Regions from separate parts of the Mus musculus genome. Here all the other regions are linked to region 6. The links are chromatin contacts, called in public promoter capture Hi-C and targeted proximity ligation maps. All regions are on one chromosome and are shown on one strand. The core of a region is the stretch at or near the end of the contact, and the rest is flanking DNA. Distances in the headings are between cores, read along the strand shown.

Evidence for each region. Promoter capture Hi-C pulls out the DNA fragments that hold promoters and counts their contacts. Capture Hi-C pulls out chosen DNA fragments and counts their contacts.
Region 1: a targeted proximity ligation map of astrocytes shows a contact between it and region 6, with 5 times the contacts expected there. A contact is called at or near these places in 2 of 39 promoter capture datasets (hippocampal neurons and liver), 1 of 484 Hi-C or Micro-C datasets (B cells) and 1 of 130 datasets of targeted methods (astrocytes).
Region 2: a targeted proximity ligation map of embryonic forebrain shows a contact between it and region 6, with 4 times the contacts expected there. A contact is called at or near these places in 5 of 39 promoter capture datasets (the C10 cell line, cranial neural crest, embryonic stem cells and 2 more), 3 of 130 datasets of targeted methods (astrocytes, embryonic forebrain and embryonic stem cells) and 1 of 9 other capture datasets (liver).
Region 3: a promoter capture Hi-C map of liver shows a contact between it and region 6, with 5 times the contacts expected there. A contact is called at or near these places in 5 of 39 promoter capture datasets (the 3T3-L1 cell line, cranial neural crest, hippocampal neurons and 2 more), 3 of 130 datasets of targeted methods (astrocytes, differentiating embryonic stem cells and forebrain) and 2 of 9 other capture datasets (adipose tissue and liver).
Region 4: a contact with region 6 is called in a promoter capture Hi-C map of adipose tissue, with 2.9 times the contacts expected there. A contact is called at or near these places in 6 of 39 promoter capture datasets (the 3T3-L1 cell line, cranial neural crest, hematopoietic stem and progenitor cells and 3 more), 1 of 484 Hi-C or Micro-C datasets (B cells), 2 of 130 datasets of targeted methods (astrocytes and embryonic forebrain) and 2 of 9 other capture datasets (adipose tissue and liver).
Region 5: a contact with region 6 is called in a promoter capture Hi-C map of liver, with 2.6 times the contacts expected there. A contact is called at or near these places in 3 of 39 promoter capture datasets (hippocampal neurons and liver).
Region 7: a targeted proximity ligation map of astrocytes shows a contact between it and region 6, with 8 times the contacts expected there. A contact is called at or near these places in 2 of 39 promoter capture datasets (hippocampal neurons and liver) and 1 of 130 datasets of targeted methods (astrocytes).

Annotation. Positions count from the first base shown.
Region 1 is chr19:4,230,570-4,233,290 of GRCm38.p6, reverse strand. It overlaps Pold4 (polymerase (DNA-directed), delta 4), which reads right to left and starts at 1,398. Exons shown (of 4, transcript NM_027196.4): 1 at 1,103-1,398; 2 at 739-828; 3 at 432-543; 4 at 1-77. The coding sequence starts at 1,199. The coding sequence ends at 53. It overlaps Gm45928 (predicted gene, 45928), which reads right to left. Exons shown (of 4, transcript NR_132309.2): 2 at 739-828; 3 at 432-543; 4 at 1-77. The region is part of intron 2 of LOC102631992 (a long non-coding RNA gene); the gene reads left to right.
Region 2 is chr19:4,174,108-4,176,859 of GRCm38.p6, reverse strand. Carns1 (carnosine synthase 1) reads left to right here and starts at 1,381. Exons shown (of 10, transcript NM_134148.2): 1 at 1,381-1,466; 2 at 1,829-1,855. The coding sequence starts at 1,853. The region is part of intron 3 of Gm17552 (a long non-coding RNA gene); the gene reads right to left.
Region 3 is chr19:4,190,779-4,193,480 of GRCm38.p6, reverse strand. Ppp1ca (protein phosphatase 1 catalytic subunit alpha) reads right to left here and starts at 1,307. Exons shown (of 7, transcript NM_031868.2): 1 at 1,210-1,307; 2 at 605-736; 3 at 229-459. The coding sequence starts at 1,264. Tbc1d10c (TBC1 domain family, member 10c) reads left to right here and starts at 2,434. Exons shown (of 10, transcript NM_178650.3): 1 at 2,434-2,462; 2 at 2,646-2,702. The coding sequence starts at 2,672.
Region 4 is chr19:4,124,623-4,127,322 of GRCm38.p6, reverse strand. Tmem134 (transmembrane protein 134) reads right to left here and starts at 1,363. Exons shown (of 8, transcript NM_001078649.1): 1 at 1,283-1,363; 2 at 1,123-1,281; 3 at 202-266. The coding sequence starts at 1,297. It also overlaps a transcript of Aip not described here.
Region 5 is chr19:3,985,252-3,987,969 of GRCm38.p6, reverse strand. Acy3 (aspartoacylase (aminoacylase) 3) reads right to left here and starts at 1,400. Exons shown (of 8, transcript NM_001302479.1): 1 at 1,359-1,400; 2 at 1,019-1,147; 3 at 665-919; 4 at 47-239. The coding sequence starts at 900. It overlaps Gm52386 (a long non-coding RNA gene), which reads left to right and starts at 2,209. Exons shown (of 3, transcript XR_003952881.1): 1 at 2,209-2,718.
Region 6 is chr19:6,979,195-6,981,894 of GRCm38.p6, reverse strand. Fkbp2 (FK506 binding protein 2) reads left to right here and starts at 1,431. Exons shown (of 6, transcript NM_001166368.2): 1 at 1,431-1,501. LOC114841036 (Uncharacterized protein LOC114841036) reads left to right here and starts at 1,455. Exons shown (of 6, transcript NM_001370419.1): 1 at 1,455-2,581. The coding sequence starts at 1,645. The coding sequence ends at 2,445.
Region 7 is chr19:4,036,661-4,039,360 of GRCm38.p6, reverse strand. Gstp1 (glutathione S-transferase, pi 1) reads left to right here and starts at 1,449. Exons shown (of 7, transcript NM_013541.1): 1 at 1,449-1,498; 2 at 1,741-1,776; 3 at 1,965-2,071; 4 at 2,170-2,257; 5 at 2,570-2,673. The coding sequence starts at 1,498.

The DNA of each region.
Region 1 (2,721 bases), core at 149-2,648, 2.7 Mb after region 6:
TGAAGTTCTTGGTGGCTAGGAGGTGCCCAGAGAAGGACAACGTGGGGGTACCTCAGAGTGGGTAGAGATGCCACAGGCTGTGGAAGACAGGGTGGGAGAAGGAAGTCATAGCCACATCAGTTCTGTTCCTTGATGGACTGTCTCTAGTTCTTACTTACTTACTGCCTACAATCCTGTGGCTCTGGTGAACACCTCAGGACTCATGGATAGCTCCATGGGCCCTAGATATACCCGTCCCCCACCATCAGCTCATAGAGGTAAGGATCATTATCGAGATCTATCTCGAGCCAGACTCTTCTTGCTTGACAGGAAGGACCGTCTAAGTCTGTTCCCACTTCTCCAAGTCAAGGTAGCCCCTACGTAGACCAAGAGGGTGGCAGCTCCTGGAGAAGTCCCTGGTTCCCCTGAAAGCTGTCCCAGCCTATCCTGACCTGCATTGGAAGTGAGGGTCTTCAGGGTGTGCCTTCAACACTTGGTACACCTCTAGGGGGGGCTTCAAGCCCATCTGCTCTGCCCGACTCCAGCGCTGCAGCCTTGTGATACCTGCCATCAGGAAAAGAAGACAGGATAGGCAGGAGAATCCAGGATAGTGGACATGGACGGCAGTTTCTTGAGCCTCCATAGTCAGTTTCAGGAGACAGTGTCCAAGAGCTAGGCAGGATTACTTTTGAGACACATTGATAACAGAACTGATTCAGAGATGTGCCTGATGGGAGGGACTGGAAATGGGGTGCTCACCTGTACAAGGCCCATACTGCCAGGCCAGGTCAAACTGCCTCAGCAGCTCCAGCTCTGTTTCCTCCTGGCTGAGGGACTGGGTGTCTTCCCCTGCAATAACATGTGGTGGCTCCTCAGGCACATCCAGGCCTTTGCCCTACCCTGGACTTAGAGCTGTGACTCTATATCCTGGCAATCTCCCCACCCATTTGCCTTTGCCATCCAGCAGACAGACAGCTCATCGGAAGTGCGAGACATGCTAGCTTCCCTTTTTAGCCAACACACACACACACACACACACACACACACACACACACACACACACACAGAGTCCTTTCTGGTCACTTCATGTCCACTCTTCCTGCCACCCCCACATTTTAGAGACCTAGCTCGGGTGCCAGCTCTCCCTTGCTGTGCCCAGGGGGCCCCTCCCTCTTCTTCACAACAGGATAGGAGTCAGTGATGAACCGCTTCCGACCCATGGCGGCCACCCAGGCAGGCGGAGCAGGAGGCAAAGAAAAGGCAGGGCAGCGGGCCTGTGAGAGACAGCTGCTGAGAGTGAGAGAGGGGGCCAGAGAGAGATGGGCCAGCAATGGACAGACAAGTTGACCCAGACAAGCAGAGAGAGGAAGTCCCTAGGTTCCAGGGAATGACGCCTGTCTTCCGCCCCCACAAGCACGCAAACATCAGAGACCTAAGCAAATGGCAAACGGCCTTTGCGGGGCGGGACCTTAATTCTAGCCAATGGCAATCGGCAGAAGACGGGGGGCGGGGTAGCTGCTGCTGCGTTTCGAGTGAGGAGGGGTTAGGCGGAACCAAGAACCTGTCAAGATGCCCCAGACTTCACCACCTCCTCGGGTTTCTCATTGGTCCACTTGGGTCCCTTGGGACATATAGAGAGTTATCCTCGGCCTCTCACTTCCCGTTTTTCCTTCCTAGGCAAATGTTCTTTTCAGCCTCACTAATCCCCATGGCCAGTTTTTAAGTCCCCTGAGAACCTTTTTCTCCTGCCGGTTGGCCCTAGAGCGCTGTGGGATCAGATCTGTAGGTCCAAAGAGAGTTTGGACTAGTCCAGGTCCTTCCCTGCTGCTCTTACTGGCCCCAGGAGACCTTGCTGGAGAAACTCATGAGCTCAGAAGGCTCCTTTCTCACAGTCTGCTGGCAGAGCCACTGTCCACCCAGCCCAGGCATGCGGTTGCTGTGGCCGCTGTCAAGTCCCACAGCCTGCCTCTGTCCACTTTGCTAGTCAGGAAGATTCCATTCCAAGCAGGACGCCAGAAGTATAGTCTCCATTCTCCATGGGTTCATATCCCCAGTTCTTAACTGACAGATCTGCTCTGTTTTTTTGTTTTTGTTTTTTTCTGAATGTGTATCATGAGCAGAAAATAATTTCAATAAACCCAACCCTCATATTGGACTTTCCATGTGCCGAGTTCTAAGCATCTCCCACATGCTAACTCAAAATAGATATCAAAAGAGTTTTTTTGCAAGTGGGAAGTGTAGGCAAATTGTGATCAGTGCTCTTAGTAACAGCTACTGTGTAACTAACTAGCTTCCCGTGTGCTGCAGAAGTGCTCTTAGTAACAGCTACTGTGTAACTAACTAGCTTCCCGTGTGCTGCAGAAGTGCTCTTAGTAACAGCTACTGTGTAACTAACTAGCTTCCCGTGTGCTGCAGAAGTGCTCTTAGTAACAGCTACTGTGTAACTAACTAGCTTCCCGTGTGCGGCAGAAGCTCCCAGGCTTGCGCGGTAGAGAGAGGGACATACACAGTCGTTAGTCCTGGACAGGAGAGCAGGAGCACGAATGCCTTAGAGCTGGAGGAGAATGGTAGGCATTGGGAGAAGACCTCAGGAGGTAATTGCTGTAAACAGCGTCTCTCAATTCTCTACCCATGACCTTTGTTTTGGGGCTCCTGTCATCACTGACTCACCCCTACTACCACCTCCCCCTCACCAACTTCCTGGCAGCGGGTGAAAATGCTGGCCCGTGGGAGTCTGGGAAC
Region 2 (2,752 bases), core at 132-2,631, 2.8 Mb after region 6:
TTTCCTCCCCTCCAGCTTCACGTCTTTCCATCTTTCCCTCTAAACATCCCCCTAAGATGGTGTTTGGGGTATCTGTGGGTTTTTGCACTTGGGATCTTTCTGCAGGTCATTGCTGTCACTATCACTGCTATCTATACTCCTGTGTGCTGGCCATTGTGCTCTGTGCTTTATAGGTCTTTTCATACTTAATATCTACTATTCTATGAGGCCTGTGGTGGCATTATCTATGTTTAATAGTAATGATAACAAGGCTCAGAAAGATGTTAGGTGACTTCTAAATGTGAATCAAATCCAAATCAGAATCCTGACTCCTCCTCTGTGGTCTGTCTGAGATACAAGTATGACCCCATGTTCTTTCCTTCTAGCTGACTTTCAGACGTTGATTGGTCTGAAGTTCCAGTCTGCCCCCTTATATTTGCTGTAACTTATATCCATATAAATGTCACCTAGTACTGTCACCTCAATATGTCCAGAGTCAACCTTAATGTCATTTGTCTACAAATTTCTGTTTCCAAGGAGTGCTGCTGGCCCCTTAATATTCTCCTTGCCCAAGATGTTCTTGAGAACAGTGGAGGTTCTGGGGATGAGGCAGGGGAGGGAGGGTCACAGTGTTTGCTACAAAGGGCACTAGGTGCTATGGCTGAGGGCAGCAGGAAAGGGAGCTTCAGGACTCAAACCTTAGCTCTCCAGATCCTGCAGCCCAGAGGCAAAACTGGAACCTACTAGTGGGATAAACACTGGCAGACTGCATGAGCCTCCAGGTATGTGTGTGGTTCTCAGAGAGATGATGGCTGTAATCCCACTTACACAAATCAGGTGTGTGGGCTTCTGGGAGCCCTGCTCCTGGATGTTGACCCTGCCATGACAAGGAGTATAAATTGCTGGCTTCACACCAGCATTTCAATCGGCTGTCCTCATGGTACCTAACTGGCAGAGATCCTGGCTCAGGAAGGACGTTGTAGCCAGGGGCTCCTGACTAGGACTGACAGCTGCCTGGCTGGGAGCGTCGGGAGCTTTGCTTCATCTGAGGGCAGGGTGGAGCCAGTGCCCCAGGCAGGCGGCTCCAGTAACATGCTGGGCTCACTCTCCCCACCATGCCGCTCCTCCCAGTCCATAGCTTTCCCTCTGTTTTTCTCCTTGTGGGTCTCACTATAGATCCGTCTGTGTCTGGATAGTCCTAGGCTCTGGTTCAGGGTTGTTTGTGTCTGTTCTATGGATTGCCTCTCTTGTCAGTCATCAGATCCCAACACCCTCTGGATCACAAGTCCCTTGTCCTAAGCCTGGGCTGCGGAGGAGGGAGCCTCTGGGGAAAGGAGGAGGCGGGGCTCCGCCCCGGGCATGGCCAGGCTCACTATATAAGAACAAACCACTTGCCACAGTGTGTTGTGCTTCCTTCAGTGCAGAACTCCCTTGTTTCTGCTCACCAGCCTGCCTGCCTAGCCTGGTCCAGTTGCTGCCAACAGCAGGTACCCGGTTCCTGCCCTGCCCCATGGGAGCCAGGGAGTGGGGATGAGCGGGGACATGGGCTGGGCACCCTGAGAGCTTGTAGAGCTTAACACTAATGGGACACATTCACGGGAACCCTGGTCACCCCACCACCACCACTGCAGGGTTTGAGCCAACACCCCAGTTCCCAGCATTGCTGGTGTAACCAGGGGTAGAGATGGCTCTTGGGAATCCATGGAACAGAAATTGGTCTTTTTCCTTGAGGGTGGGGGTGGGGCAGGGATAAGACATAGGGTGTATGGGCTCCTTGAAGTCTTAAGGGCTGAAAGGTCAGATAGGAACCAGGTTGCTCTGATCCCTGTTTTATTTCTCTGTCCCATAGTCTCTCTGCCTCTCTACCTCCAAGATGGTGAGTCTCTTGTGGTCCCTTCCCACAAAGGTCCAAGTCCCTGGATAGAGGGAGGGCAGGGGCTGGCACCCAGAAACCTAGCCCTGAGGACTGTCAGCTTAGACCCCATAACCAGCTCCACCGCTTGACCCCTACCCAGTGTACCAGGCACTCACCCGTGCCACATTATCCCCAGGAAGTAGGTGCTGTCAGCCCAATAACAGTTCCTCATTCCAATACCACCTATAGAGTACCACCTAGCTGCCCAGCACTGGTCTGAGTTGGGGACACTCAGATGAGCTATGAGTCCGTCACTGACATCAGTGTACTTTCCTAGGAAAGGATACAAAGAATTCAGCCCTGGTGTCCTGAGATGCAAATGAATGGCTGAGGTCCAGACCTTGGATGTCCGGGCCATAGCTTACAGTTTCTGAGCCAACAGATGATTCCCCCAGGCAAGACAGAACCCATAGGATGGGAATAAGACAGGCACCAGGTAGCCACCAAGCCAGAGAGAGCTAACAACCTGTTCCAAATGGTGGCTCAGCCTATCTCCTGAAAGACAGGCCCAGGTGCCAGACTTGTATAGGCCAACGCACAGCAAGGAGTAATATCCCCATTTCTATCATCCTAAGGTTCCCAGCCTCAGAGAGGGGACTGGGGGGTCCTATTCCTGCAGACTTCCTGCAAAGGAAATAGTGCCAGAATTCCATACACTTGTAGACATGTTAAACCAGGTGTGGTGACACATGCTTTTAATCCTGGCATTCAGAAGTCTGAAGCAAAAGGATTGCCAGTTCAAGGCCTCCCTGAGCCACACAGCAAACCCATCAACCAACCAACCAACTGGACCAAACTAATTTGCTTAGAGAATGCTTGCCTGGCACACAGTGGGCCCTGGGTTCAACCCCCAGCTCT
Region 3 (2,702 bases), core at 58-2,557, 2.8 Mb after region 6:
ATGTACTAGAAGGGGGTGTCATCAGGCAGGGCTGTGGCTTTAGCAAATGGGCAGCCCTGCATGTACATCCATTCACCAGGCCCCTCCTGAGCGCCAAGGACGACAGACGTGTTGCTGGGGCCCTACAGGGCTCATCATTGGGGGTCTTTTGGCACTAGACCAATGTAGGGGGCCCATGAAGAGCAGGGAATGTAGTTCTGGGCAGACAGCAACATTCAAAGCACTTACATTCATCATAGAAGCCATAAATGCGGTTGATGCTGGCACACTCATGGTTCCCACGAAGTAGAAAGAAATTCTCCGGGTATCTGATCTTATAGGCCAGCAACAGGCAGATGGTCTCCAAAGACTGCTTGCCCCGATCTACATAATCCCCCAAGAAGAGGTAGTTGCTCTCTGGAGGGAAGCCACCATACTCAAACAGCCGTAGAAGGTCATAGTACTGGCCATGGATGTCACCTGGGAACCAGAGAAAACTAGGTAGGTGCAAGATGTAAACTTGACCCCAGGGCCAGCAATAGGTTAAAGGGTGGAGGAACACGGTTAATGGGGCACGAGTAGGGGCTATTTTCAGGAAGCAAAAGGGTTCTGTGCAAGGATTTACCACAGATCTTGAGGGGCGCCTCAAGCTCCAGAAGAATGGGCTGGCTCAGGAAAATCTCCCGGGATTTGAGGCACAGACCACGGATCTCGTTCTCTGTCAGCTGCACGTTCTTCCCAGGCCGTGAGCCCTGCACTGAGTACGGAATAGGGTCTTGGGACCCTGACCTCGCAGACCGGACGAGGGTAGGTGTCGCGCCCCCCTAACAGGGGCAACTGTTGCAAGTGAGCCCCCACCCCCTCACCCCGAAACCTTTGCGTCAGGCCTTCAAAGGCAAGATCCGACCCCTTAGCCACCCGGAGGGCCTCCAGAGAAACGCCTGTGCTCAGCAGCCTGTCAGCCGAAGCTTCCTCGCTTCGGGATCCCTTCCCAGCTAGCTTCGCAGGAGCCTCACCCTGAGTCCCGGGCACTCGTGCACCCCCGGCCTCTGAGCGCGCTCCAAAGCCCAGGCGCCCGCGGGGGGGGGGGGTGCCGTGGCCATGGATCCTCACGGCCTGTCCCCGCCCAAGCGACGCTAGCCCCCGGGAGCGGCGGGCCGCCCGCGCGCCACTTCCAGACGGCGAGGGGCCCGGGCTCGGCGCGAGCGCACCTTCCCTACCCCTGCCCACCTTCCAGCAGGCGCCCGATGATGGAGTCCAGGTTGAGCTTCTCGCTGTCGGACATGGCGGCGCCGCCGCTCCGGCCCACCAGCTCCGGGCCCTCTCCTGCCTCCCGCCCTCTTACAGCCTCCTTCCGGCCTGGCTCTCCTTCCGCCCTCCCCAGCCCGCCCCCGGCCCGCCGCCCCTCCTCTTCGGTCGACCGCCCCGCCCCGCCCTGCCGCGTCCGTAGTTCCCCGCTCTCTAGCGCCTCCCCTGGACGGGAAGCTCCGCAGCCCGAGAGGGCCTCGGGCGAGCGGGCGGGGCTGGCAGGGGTGGTGAGCCGGGGTTCGGTAGGGCGGGGTTAGGTCGGCTCCACCCTGGAGGAATCGCCCTGCCGCGTTCAGATGAGTTAGGGCCGGAAGTACTGTAGGAATTGTTTTTCTCTTTCCAAGTCTCTCCCACCCCAGCCCTGCGTGGGACTGTGGTATGAGCATGTTAATCGCTGACTTCTCAAACACTAAATAAATTCCTCGAAGTGCAGAAAAAGAAACTAAGGCTTAATGATACTGAGAGTGGGCTCCAGACCTCCGGAGCCTCACATTCACCTCCATCTTTATGGCCAGACCCATGAACACCTGCTACTGAACTCTAAGCAGTGTTTTGGTCCAGGTTGCCTTGGTGCCTGCTACGTCCATTTTTTTTCCATAAGTGATGTAATACGTTGTATCTCGTTCATGTTGTAAGTCCTTTGTAGAGTACTTGGACTTGTCTAGCATGTGCAAGGCCTGAGGTTCCAGCTCCGGCTCTGGAAGGAACATTAAAGTAGGCTTGGTGTCGTAAACCTATAATTCCAGTGCCTGAAATTCCTGCACTCAGGAGTCTGGACACAGGAGGATCAGAAGTTCAGGGTCATCTCCTGTCTGGGCTACATAAGACCCTGTTCTCACACTACCCCTTCACTCTCAAAACAAAACAAAACAAAAAACCCGGGGCAGGGGGTTGGAGGGGTGGGATGACATTAAAGGATAATTATTATTGGAACCATAAATTGGTTTTACTTGGTAAAACTGAAGGTGGCCTGTCATCTTCAATTTGGGCCAGCCAGGGAATCAATACACCCAGCATCCTCTGGATGGGAGGAGGTCGTGGCTCTGGCACTAGGGCAAGCAGGAAGAACCTCACAGAGGAAGGGGGGAGTCCCCCCACCAGGGAGGGGCCCCCAGCAAGCTGCTGAGCTGAGACTGAGGAGGAAGTGAGAAGAAGAGGTGAGGTGCAGCAAGGAGGTGAGCCGGGCTGCTGGGGTAGGGGCCAGGCTTGGGGCTGGGGCTCTGCACAGAGACTTGGTCTCAGGGTCTACCCGACTCCCCAGCAAAAGAGGGGGCTTAGTCCCCTGTGACTGAGGACTGGTGGCTGGAATCCCCAGCCTGAGTCTGGCTGTTCACACTGGCTCTCTGTATGTCTTGCAGCCTGTGACACTGGGGTCCAGGGCAGAATGGCCCAGGCCCTGGGAGAGGACTTGTTAT
Region 4 (2,700 bases), core at 114-2,613, 2.9 Mb after region 6:
AGCCTGGCATTGATAAGGTGGAGGACCGGGGCACTGGGGTAAGGTGACCCAGCTGGACAGCAGATCCCATGAGAGAAGCAGGGCTAGGAATCCCTGTAAGACAGGTAAGTGCATCTGGTTGGGACTGGGCAGGTCCTTGCAGACAGGAGCCTGAGACACGGGGCCTGGGATAAGAAGGGTGGGTCCCCACCTGGCCCTGACCTGGTGCTGACTCCCCCATCCGGCTCCGGAGAGGCCTGGGCTCCGTCCTCATCATTTTCCAGGTTCTGTTACAGGACATAAGGTTCAGATAAGCTTCAGGAATGGGCCTTTCCACTGCCCTCTGGGGGGAGGAGAAAGGCAGCCTGACAGCTTCTGCCTGGCACATCTGGCAGCTGCTCTCCTGCCTCTCCCTGCCCTCCCAGCGGAACCGGTTTGATGATTCAGAAACCAAAACCTGGGTAGGAAGTAGGTGGCTGTTGGGGGCTTCAGCACAGAATCCAGCAGGGGTGGGCTGCCAGCATGGATCCCAGGAGCAGGTGACCACTCAAATGAGGCTCTCAGGATTTTTCAGGGACCCAACATAGAGACTTTGGATTTGGTATAGCATAGCACAGGCCTCTGGGTCTTACGTCCTAAAGAACGATAGGGTTGGGGGAAGCTACCTGAGACAATGATTTATGGTGTGGTTTAGTATGAAGAGATGGGCAAACACATCATGTGTGGGGACCTCCACTTTTAGGGTGATTCTCAAAGCAGAGGGGATGCGGAGGCTCCATAGGTCACGTGATCTGGGGCTCAAGGGATGCTGTAAATATCGACAAGGTCTGGTTCAGATTGGAAGTACTCCCCAAACTCCTCGGAGTGATATTGGGGTGTCAGTCTTCAAGACAGGTGGGTTCTACACTGTTGCTAAGGCCTGGGTTCCTAGTCCGAGTTTCCGGCTCTCCACAGCTGCACTGGAACCGAACTCAGAGCTCAGAGGGCAAGGACATAAATCTGGATGAGCAGACACGTCTAGGGGACAATTTTCCGCTCCGCTGGGGTCTCTAGGCAGAGGCTCCGGAGTTAGAATTCTCCGGGGCCCGGCCTGGGGTTCCGCCCTATCCTGGACAAGAGGGTGAGACGAGCAGGGCCGTTCACCTGGTAGCGTAGCCGGGACTGCTTGTCTTCATCAGCCACCTCGAACCGAGCCCGGCGTTCGAAGTGCAGCGGCCCGAAGCGGGCGACCCCGCTGGACTCGGGCTCAGGCCCCGCGTCCTCCAGGGTCAGCTCGAAGGCATCATCGATGCTAAACTGGGGGCCGGGCGGCGCTCATGGCCCCCGCCGGCCTAGGCGCCCAGCGCCGCCGCCATTTGAGCCCGCCACGGCCCCGCCCACCAAACAGGGCCCGCCCTCACAGGGCCCGCCCCGTCTCCCTGGGAGCGAAGATCTGCCCTCTACAACCGCCCCGCCCTTGCCCGCTCCTCCTCTGCAGGCCTGAGCAGCAGAATGCAGAGTTGCTTCGGGATCGCGTCAGAGTCTCGCGGGTAGCGGGACTCGCGGCGCCCCCCAGAGGTTCCCTTGGTGAGCGACAGCCCCGGCTGTGACCAGGACCGATCTAAGCTTGTGCTTGTAAGGGAGGGGGGAGGGGAGGAGGGGGGACGGAGGGACGGGGTGTGTGTGGTGTGTGTGTGTGTGTGTGTGACGGGGTGTGTGTGGTGTGTGTGTGTGTGTGTGTGTGTGTGTGTGTGTGACGGGGTGTGTGTGGTGTGTGTGTGTGTGTGTGTGTGTGGTTGCTTTCTCTGCCCAGGGGTGTGAGGTGTGTGTGTGGTTGCGTGGTGTGTGTGTGTGTGTGTGTGTGTGTGTGTGTGGTTGCTTTCTCTGCCCAGGGGTGTGAGGTGTGTGTGTGGTTGCTTTCTCTGCCCAGCAGCTCAAACCTCATGAGGTAGCCTGGATTCCAGTCCGCACTCCAGTGCCATAGAAACTCTTGGACCTGTTCCTCCATCCTACTCACCACAGCTTCCAATGGAGGGGTGTCCTTGTCATTTTTCAGATGTGGACACTGAGGCTCAGAGCTTATATTGTTTTCTCCAATTCAGAATACATGGGGCAGCTAAAGTGATTAAAAAACAATCTTTCTAGCACTGAGTCTGCATTCCCTTCTATCTTTTTTTCTTTTTTTTTTTTGGTTTTCTTGGAAGAGGAGCTCCCTATTTAGCTCACTCTGGCCTTGAATTCCTGATCTTTTTGCCTTAGCTTTTATAGTACTGCTTTCTCTTCAGTGCTCAGGAGTGTTTGGAACTGAATAGATGTATAAATAATAGTAAATATCGGTGGCAGTTTGTCAAAGTGCTACGTCTGAAATTTGAACCCATATCTTTCTAGCTTACAAAGTGTTTGCCCTCCTCCACGTCCAACCGCCCTCACATTTTATGATCTCCCATAAAGAACTGAGTCAACCCAACTTCTCATTTTATGGTTAAAGAGGCTCCTCTCTAGTTGTGGTCATTCATTCCCCCCCCCCCATTCCCTCCATCCCCATCTTCCTCCCCTCCCCTTCTTCTCCCAAGACCTGGCCTCACTGAGTTTCAACCCAGCCTGGCTCTTACGTGGCATTGTCTTCTGTATGGATGTGTTTGCAGTGTACAAACATGGGCTCCTGTATCAAGTGCATTCTGTTGTTTACATTTTTCCATTTTTCCACTCAGTGCTAATGGTTTCCACATGCATCTTGTTTGC
Region 5 (2,718 bases), core at 151-2,650, 3.0 Mb after region 6:
TCCCTCTGCCCCCTCCCCGCCCTCCTTCCTGCCCCCTAGGGACCACCTGTAGGTAGTGGCACAGGTGCAAGTTGAAGGAGATGTTGGATTCAGAGATGAGGCAGACTCCAGTGTTTGCTGTGGTGTTGTGCAGGTCTAGGGTAAAGTCAAAAGCCTGGCCTGTGCCCTTGGGACCCAGCAGCTGGTTCAACTCTCGGGCTCTTTTCACTTCATAGGGGTCATCAGGGGTAGCGGTGGAACTGTGGGGAAAGGAATGGGGGACATCAGTCCCCATCATCTCAGTCTCCCTTTCCTTGGCTAACTTCTCACCTTTGGTGGGGGAGGGGGGAGATTAGCTGGATGCCACCTCCTACAAGAAGCCTTCCCTGACTTCTCTTGGTCAGGCTGGATGCTCCATGTAGTCCCACCTTCACCCCAGTCTTTTTCTGTGCCTCCAGTAACCTGAAGCTGACATGTTGGTCCTGTTCCCCATGTATGTCTCACTTCAGCTGGTAAGAGTCTGGCCTACTGGGCAGACTTCCTGGAAGAGGTGACATTGATCTGGATCTCGCTAAACCATATGGTCATTGAGAAAAGACAGAGATGCCTTGCTAGCCACTGTGACCAGTCTGTAGGGATGCTAGTACCTGGCTGTGGACCGGCCAGCCTGGCTGAGGGTACTCACCCAAGGAAGGTGAGGGTGCAGGAGCGGTTGAGATCACGGTCCAGGTAACGGCAACAGGCAGCTGTGGCTGCTGGGTTGGCCAGAACCGGCATGGCTGAGAAGCTGGGTCTCTGCAGCTCCCCTGGGTTCTGTAGCCAGTACCGGGCCAGGTAGACACCACACATCTCATTCCCGTGGGTGCCTCCAGTCACAGCCACACGGAGCAGGGGCTCCCGGGACCCAGGTAGGGAGGACATCTCCCAGTGTGGGGAAGAACTGCACAAGAGATGTGGAATCTAAGTATCCAGAGCCTGAACAGTAGGGTGAGCTCCCCACAGAAGAGTCTGAGGCAGGGGGATGCCAACTGTGACCCACCTGTACCCAGAAGCCAAGTTCAAGACACCAGCAGCCAAATTTTTGTTCCCCCTTGCAACCTCAGTCCCTCTTCTGGAATGTTCTGAGGGTGAGTGTCGCTCTCCCCACTTTTCTCTCTGAGGACCTAAGCTGAGAAGGGGGACTCAGACATTCAGAAGGTCGACTGTTCCCACCCACACGACTGTCACCACAGAACTATTTTATAGATGGTAAAGCCAATGCCTAGCTTTCCAGGGGGAGAAGACTGTCACCCCCTAAGCTGTGCAGCAAGTGTCTGGATTTCAGGCCACCTCTGCACCCTCCTCTGAACTGGTCGGGAGCCTCTGCCAGAGCCTCTTACCTGCTGGTACGAGCCTGGGCTTCCCTAGGCCACAGGCCTAATGTGTCCACCCCCTAGGAGGCTGTATTTATAGGCCCGCAGGTCCCAGGCAGGAAGTGTTTGTTCCAAGTAGGCGGAGAACTGGAGGCGGGAGGCTGGGCTGGGAGCCAAGCAGCCAAAGTTCGCAGGGCCCCACCCCTATCCCCTAAGCTCCGCCCCCACTCCCATCAGCTTAATGGGTCCAGGTCTCTGGGGCAGGTTCCTGTCCTTGCCCTCTCCTCTTTCCCCCGGAAAAGGGACAGTTTTACTTGCAAGGGTCTCTGGGGACTTCTGCTGGAAGCTGCGCTTGCCCAGAGATTCCTGACTTGGAACCATGTCTCCCAGTCCTCAGAAAGGACTTGGCTTTGCACTGATGAGTACTGGTGGTCCACTGCTTGGTCCTTTAAGGGTAGACAAGGCCTGCCTGGTGTCCACTCCGATCCATGCAGAGAGGTGCTTTCCTTGAGGCTACTTAAGGCAGACAACAGTGGGCAGTGACTTGATTTTGGCCACAGCAGCCCTGTACTTTGGGGGCCACCGGAAAAGGAGTCCTCTTCCCTGCCACCTTCCCCTGCACCGGCCTGTCTTTGCAGCCCACAGCCACCTATTTAAAGCTGTGATCTATGAGGTTCAAATCTTACAGCTCACTGATGCTTCAAACAAAACCGCAAAATGTTTTGCCTGGTCTTTGTGATGGCCTTCAAGGACACTGTAACTGAAATGACTTTGTTTACTCTGCTTTGGAAAACAACCCTCAGGCCCAGTCTACAGATGTGGAAACTGAGGCTCAGCAGAGGAGCAAAGGGTACACTGAACACAGGGGACAGTTGGAACTGGAAGACAGAGTGATCCTTTCCATTCCCTGAGACCTCCGTGGGGGTCCTGGGGAAGTCCTGGTTCCCTGACCCTCAGCTGTCCCTCCTACTGAGCTCAGCTGTCCTCTGGCAGGAGGCAAGCACTGTTCAGAGGTCGCTGAGGAGAGAGGCAGTGAGCCATGCAGCCCACTGAACCATCGGATTAACTATGCCTACTGACTGCACTTGGCCTCCAAGGTCAGGCCTTGTGTTTCAGGATGTCCTGACATCCGGCAGGAACTAAATCACTCTCGCTGTAGGTCCAAGCTTACAAGACAGTTTGGACATTCTGGGTGGCAACCTTATCAGAGCTGCTTAGATCACACTCTAGCCTGAGTCTGCTCTCTTACCCTCCCCCACCCCATGGCACTGTCACTGTGGGGACAGTGGAGCCCTGTGGCTCACCTTTGTTCTCACGAGGCCTGCCAGCTGTCCTTTGGCGAAGAGCTGGAAGCGTGCAGTGTGGCCCTGGGCGCCCTTTCTGCAGT
Region 6 (2,700 bases), core at 182-2,681:
TGCCTCTGCCTCCCAAGTGCTGGGATTAAAGGCATGCGCCACTAATGCCCGACTGGAAAGCCTTTTTAAAGAAACACACCCAGAGTCTTCTCCACCTACAATCCCTGGCATCCCAGGATTCATCAGCTGCTGTTTGAGATTCCTAACCTACTTGGTCCAGGCTCAGTGTCTACCCTTCTCCACTGTCCTGGGTAGTGTGGGAAGGCTAGCGAAGCACCAAGGCTTTGGCCTGCTACAGAACATTCAGGGACAGAAGTAACTGAAAGTAGCCGCCCTAATGAAGGGACTGACACTGAGGTCATGATCTTGGTGGTATCAAAGCAGGAGTAGGGTAAACTAAAGAATTCCTCAAGATGATGATCATCACATAATTACTTACCCATCCATGAGAGTCTCACATAGCCTGCATGACCTTAAACTTCCTGGCTTCATACATGTTTGGCAAATATTACTGATTTACTGCATCTTCAGCCCTGATGCTGCTTTTGAACTTTCTCTTTTAAGAAAATGTCTCCTGTATCCTAGGCTGACTCAGAATTCTTCATGTAGCTGGAATGTCCTTGAATTTCTGATCCCTCTATATCTACCTCTAGAGTGTTGACATTACAGTCATGGGACAGCACACCATTTTTTATCATGTTTAAATAACTTTCTCAGCAGTGATATTGGTGATCATGCTCTGGCTCAGTGAAGGTTAGGATTTGAGAGCTAAACATTCAGAACCCACTAAGCTTCATCAGATATGCAGTATGCTTCTCTTGGGGTCAACATCATGATTATCTTCCATTGGTATCTGAATAAATGGTCTTAGCAGGGCAAACGGCCTAAGACGGGTATGAAATCACTAGACTCCATAGCCTAACTCAGGTTTGGCTTCCTCTAAATTTCAGGATCTTTAGGTTAGAGAATGTGTCTCCTGGGCAGTGAATGATAGACCTGGCCCAGGAGACGTTTGTTCACCCACAGATGAGACTTGACACTGTAGACCACAAGATGAAAGGGGTCCGCATAGCTCAGGGCCATGTGGTATGGGTGTCATAGAGCGCACCACCAAAAGAACGAACTTAGTCAAGGTCACGCAGCCAGCCAAGAAATGAAAGAACTAAGATTCAAATCCGGGTTGTCGCTCCGAACCCCTAGCCTCTTCCCACAACAACTACCCAAAGGCGTGCCGGTCAGGAAGTCAGCACGGTGCCTGCTAGAACCCCTCCAGGCGCGTGCAGTCATACTTGCTTGACCATGTCACCTTGGCTGGAACTGCCTTCTGTCTCTCGGACACAACTTTTGCCAAACTAGACCCGGAATCTGAACCCCGGAAGTGACGTTGTCACGCAGTCACTCAGGAGGCAGGGCCAAATGAGAAGCCCCGCCCATAGATGCAGCAGCGGGTTTTGGACGGTCCAATGAGGGCGGGCAGCGTGTCCCGCCCTGTAGCGACGAAGACGCGCCTGCGCAGAAGTGACAGCACGAGCGGGATTGGCTCCGGGGGCGCGGCGAGGAGGTGAGCGGGGGGCCACAGCCCAGGCTGGGGGATCCGGGTGCAGGAGGGCAACCTGGGGCAGGCCGGCCTGAAGCGGGCCGGAGTCCGCGTGCCAGCCAGGGGCAGCAAACGAAGGAATTGGGGCTGGGGTCCGGCCTCTGGCAATGCCGCAGGGGGCGGGCTCTCACGCCGTACGGGGCGGAGCCCTGGGGCTCGGGGCGGGGCGCGGAACAGCGGTGGGAGGGACAACGGAGCCAGTGCGAGTTGAGGGCGGAACCCAGTGGCCCATAGCTGGAGTAGGAGGCGTGGGGGGCGGGGCTTGGGGTTTAGAGGAGGAGCTGGAGCAGGTGGAAAGTGGAGCCTTTGGCTCGGAGACAGAGGGCGTGAGATCCCAGTCGTTGGAGGTGGGACTTCAGTCAGTGAGTGGCGTGGCCCCTCTGCTGGAGACTAGGTCTAACATTGCGGAGGGTGGAGCTGCAGGTCAGGGGGCGGAGCTTCACGCCGTAAAGGGTGGGGCCAAGGAGCCTTGCGCAGAGCTAAGCTTGAGCTATGGCCGGGGGCGTCCACGCGGGGGCGGTCTCCGTGGTGGCCGCGCCTGGGGTCGCGGTAGACCGAGAACTCCCCCTGGAGAGGTGGTGTGGGTGGAGCGAGCTCGGCGCCCTGCTGACTCTGAGCCAGTTTGGGTTCCCCGGAGGCCCCCAAGAGCTCAGAGTTGGGGAGGTGCCCCTGGTGGAGGAGGCACGGGGCCGGACTGGGGGGTGCCCCCGGAGGACCGGGGCTCCTCAGAGCCACCTAGTGGAGATGTGTGGGTGCCTCGGGGCCGAACACCTGCAGCAGCCGCAGATGTGTGGGTGTGCTGGACAGGGGGCAGCTGGGTGTGGCGGGAGTGGGGTCGTCCAGTCGGGACAAATCCGGTGCAATCAGATAGGGTTTGGACTTTGCGTAAAGGGGCTAGCGGGAACTGAAGAACGGAGATGGGGACTGGGAGGGAGAGAAGGTCAGGTAGTGAGCAAAGGGAGGGGGCACTGGCTGCTGTGGCCTCCCCTGACCCCCTCCCCTCGCTGCTGGGGTCCTCGGTCAAGCCCCCTTCTCACTGGACTGGTAAGTGTGGCTACAGAGCCCAGGGGAGGGGGTGGTGACCCAGGACTGTGGGATTCCCCAGAAACAGGCAAGATATAATGGGGAGTTGGCGTCCTCCTGATACAGACTGAAGACGTCCC
Region 7 (2,700 bases), core at 200-2,699, 2.9 Mb after region 6:
GGCCTCTGCTTACCTTGCTGGTGATACGTGAGTTTTGTTGCCCCCTACACATACAAGCCAAGGTGAGTTAACAAGAGTTCTCAGAGTAAGTAAGACACCGAGGAGAAGATAAAATCTTATCTAAACAGAAATCTAACTTTTAGTGGATTTTGTTTGCTTCTTCTTTTTTTTTTTTTTTTTTTGTCTTGTTCTTACTAGCCCTGAGAGTTAAAATTAGAAGGATTATCGGGCTGAAGAGATGCCCAGCAGTTAAGAGCACTGACTGTTCTTCCACATGTCCTGAGTTCAATTCCCAGCAACCACATGGTGGTCCATAACCATCAGTGATGGGATCTGATGCCCTCTTCTGGTGTGTCTGAAGACAGCTACAGTGTACTCACAAACATAAAATAAATCTTTAAAAAAGATGTCACTAGGGGTGATTCTTTTAAACCAACTGAAAAATCATTCAGTTTTATGTAATGAAAGTTTTACACAATACAGAGATGTCATAACAGAATAAAGACTCCAGATTCAGTAAATGTGCACCTATGTTATGTGGGGCTTGGATTGGCCTGTTTAAAGGTGGAGAATCATACAGATGAATTTTTTTTCTTCACCTTATTTTTTTGAGACAGGGTCTCTTACTCAACCTGGAGCCTACCTGTTCATCTAGACGGGTCAGCTAACAAAACTCAAGATTTGTCCCTATTCTCACAGAGCTGGGGTTCCTTTTTTTTTTTTTCTCCTAAGACAAAAATCTCATGTGTAGCCTTGGCTGTCCTGAGATTCACTCTGTAGACCAGGCTGGCCTCAAACTCACAGAGATCTGCCTGCCTCTCTTCTGAGTGCTGAGATTAAAGATGAGAGCCTCCGCCACCACCTGGACTAGAGTCGGGATTCTGTATGCGTGCTGCACCCTTTTTATGTAGGTGCTGAGGTGAGAAGAAGGTGCTCGAACTTGTGTAGTACGTACTTTACCTGCTGCACCATCTCTCCAACCCTGTTAGTCTCGTTTATTTTTATCATTTATTTGGTGTTTGTGTCGAGTGTGAGGAGTTAGGATAACAATTTTCTGATTACTCCTGGCGAAGGTCAAATGATCAAATGAAGCTCTTTGGGAGGAGAAAGAAGTTGGTGAGTTAAGGATGGCCACTAGTGGAATCTACTACAGAGGTTGGTAGATGGGGACAGGCAAAAGGCTGACAGAGTTGCACATGCTGCAGAAAGCTGTCCAGCTCCAGTACAAAGTGGAAGGGAGCTGGACACACCCTTCTCGGAGCAGGACCAAAAAATGAACCCAGCACCGCTGCAGACTCGGGTCCCACAAGCGAGTGTCCCCGGCAGGAGGCGGGAGCTGCAGAGCTCCGCTACCGGCTTCTCTCTCCAACGTGTTGAGTCAGCATCCGGGGCGGAGCGCGATGCCCCTTATAAGGCTGGCGGCCCGGTGGCCTACGCGTGCGTCCTCACTCTGAGTACCCCTCTGTCTACGCAGCACTGAATCCGCACCCAGCAGGCAGTGAGTCCGCTCCGCACAGCTTCCCAGGACAACCAGCTTGCAGCTGTCGGGGCCTGGGCTCGCTCACGACTGGCGCTCTTTGCACCGGGCAGCTTGCAACAGGAGCCTGGGGCGTGGGGTGGGGGATGGGGAGGCGTTTCAAACCAGAGAAGGGACCCGGGAGATGGGGTGGGAAAGTGTACCACTCTGAAACCTAATCATTACCCCTTTTCTACCTAACATTCTTCTCTTGTCCACCCCAGTGCCACCATACACCATTGTCTACTTCCCAGTTCGAGGTAAGACCAAATGACTGCAGGAAGGGGAGGTCTGGGGTAGGGGTTGCAGCCCACCATTCCTATCCTCCATGAAGAAATTCCAGTTCATTTTTTATTCTCCTTCTGGTTGCAAGTGGTCCTTGTACTTGAAATTGCTTTGAGGCTGGGCCTGAATGCTGTCCCCAAATCCTTACCCTGACTCCATACAGGGCGGTGTGAGGCCATGCGAATGCTGCTGGCTGACCAGGGCCAGAGCTGGAAGGAGGAGGTGGTTACCATAGATACCTGGATGCAAGGCTTGCTCAAGCCCACTTGTGTGAGTGACACCCGTAGTGGAGGGGGCAGAGGTAGGGCCTTAGGAGGGCTGTGACTGGGAGGCAGCAGCATCACCAAGGTTCTTGTTCCTCCCTCCAGCTGTATGGGCAGCTCCCCAAGTTTGAGGATGGAGACCTCACCCTTTACCAATCTAATGCCATCTTGAGACACCTTGGCCGCTCTTTGGGTAAGTCCTGAACCCAGGTGGTCCAGCTGGTGGGCAGGGTGGTGGGGGGGGTATCAGTTATTGTTTCAGGGGGTATCTGCCCAGCTGGCCACTCCCTTTTTAGTTTTGAGTTGACAGAGCAAAACAGGGACACACAGAGATTATTCTTGTTCAGGCTGCATCTGTGGTCTGCCTGCCATGGCTTCCTGTTGCCTTTCATGAGCTCGGGTCTCACATGACTGCCCATATCCCCTCCCCCAAGACCTCGACCTACCAACAGCCACATGCCTGAGGAAATCAGGGATCAGTCATGCTGTCTCTCTCAACCCGTAGGGCTTTATGGGAAAAACCAGAGGGAGGCCGCCCAGATGGATATGGTGAATGATGGGGTGGAGGACCTTCGCGGCAAATATGTCACCCTCATCTACACCAACTATGTGAGCCTAGATCCCGGGGAGTGGGGG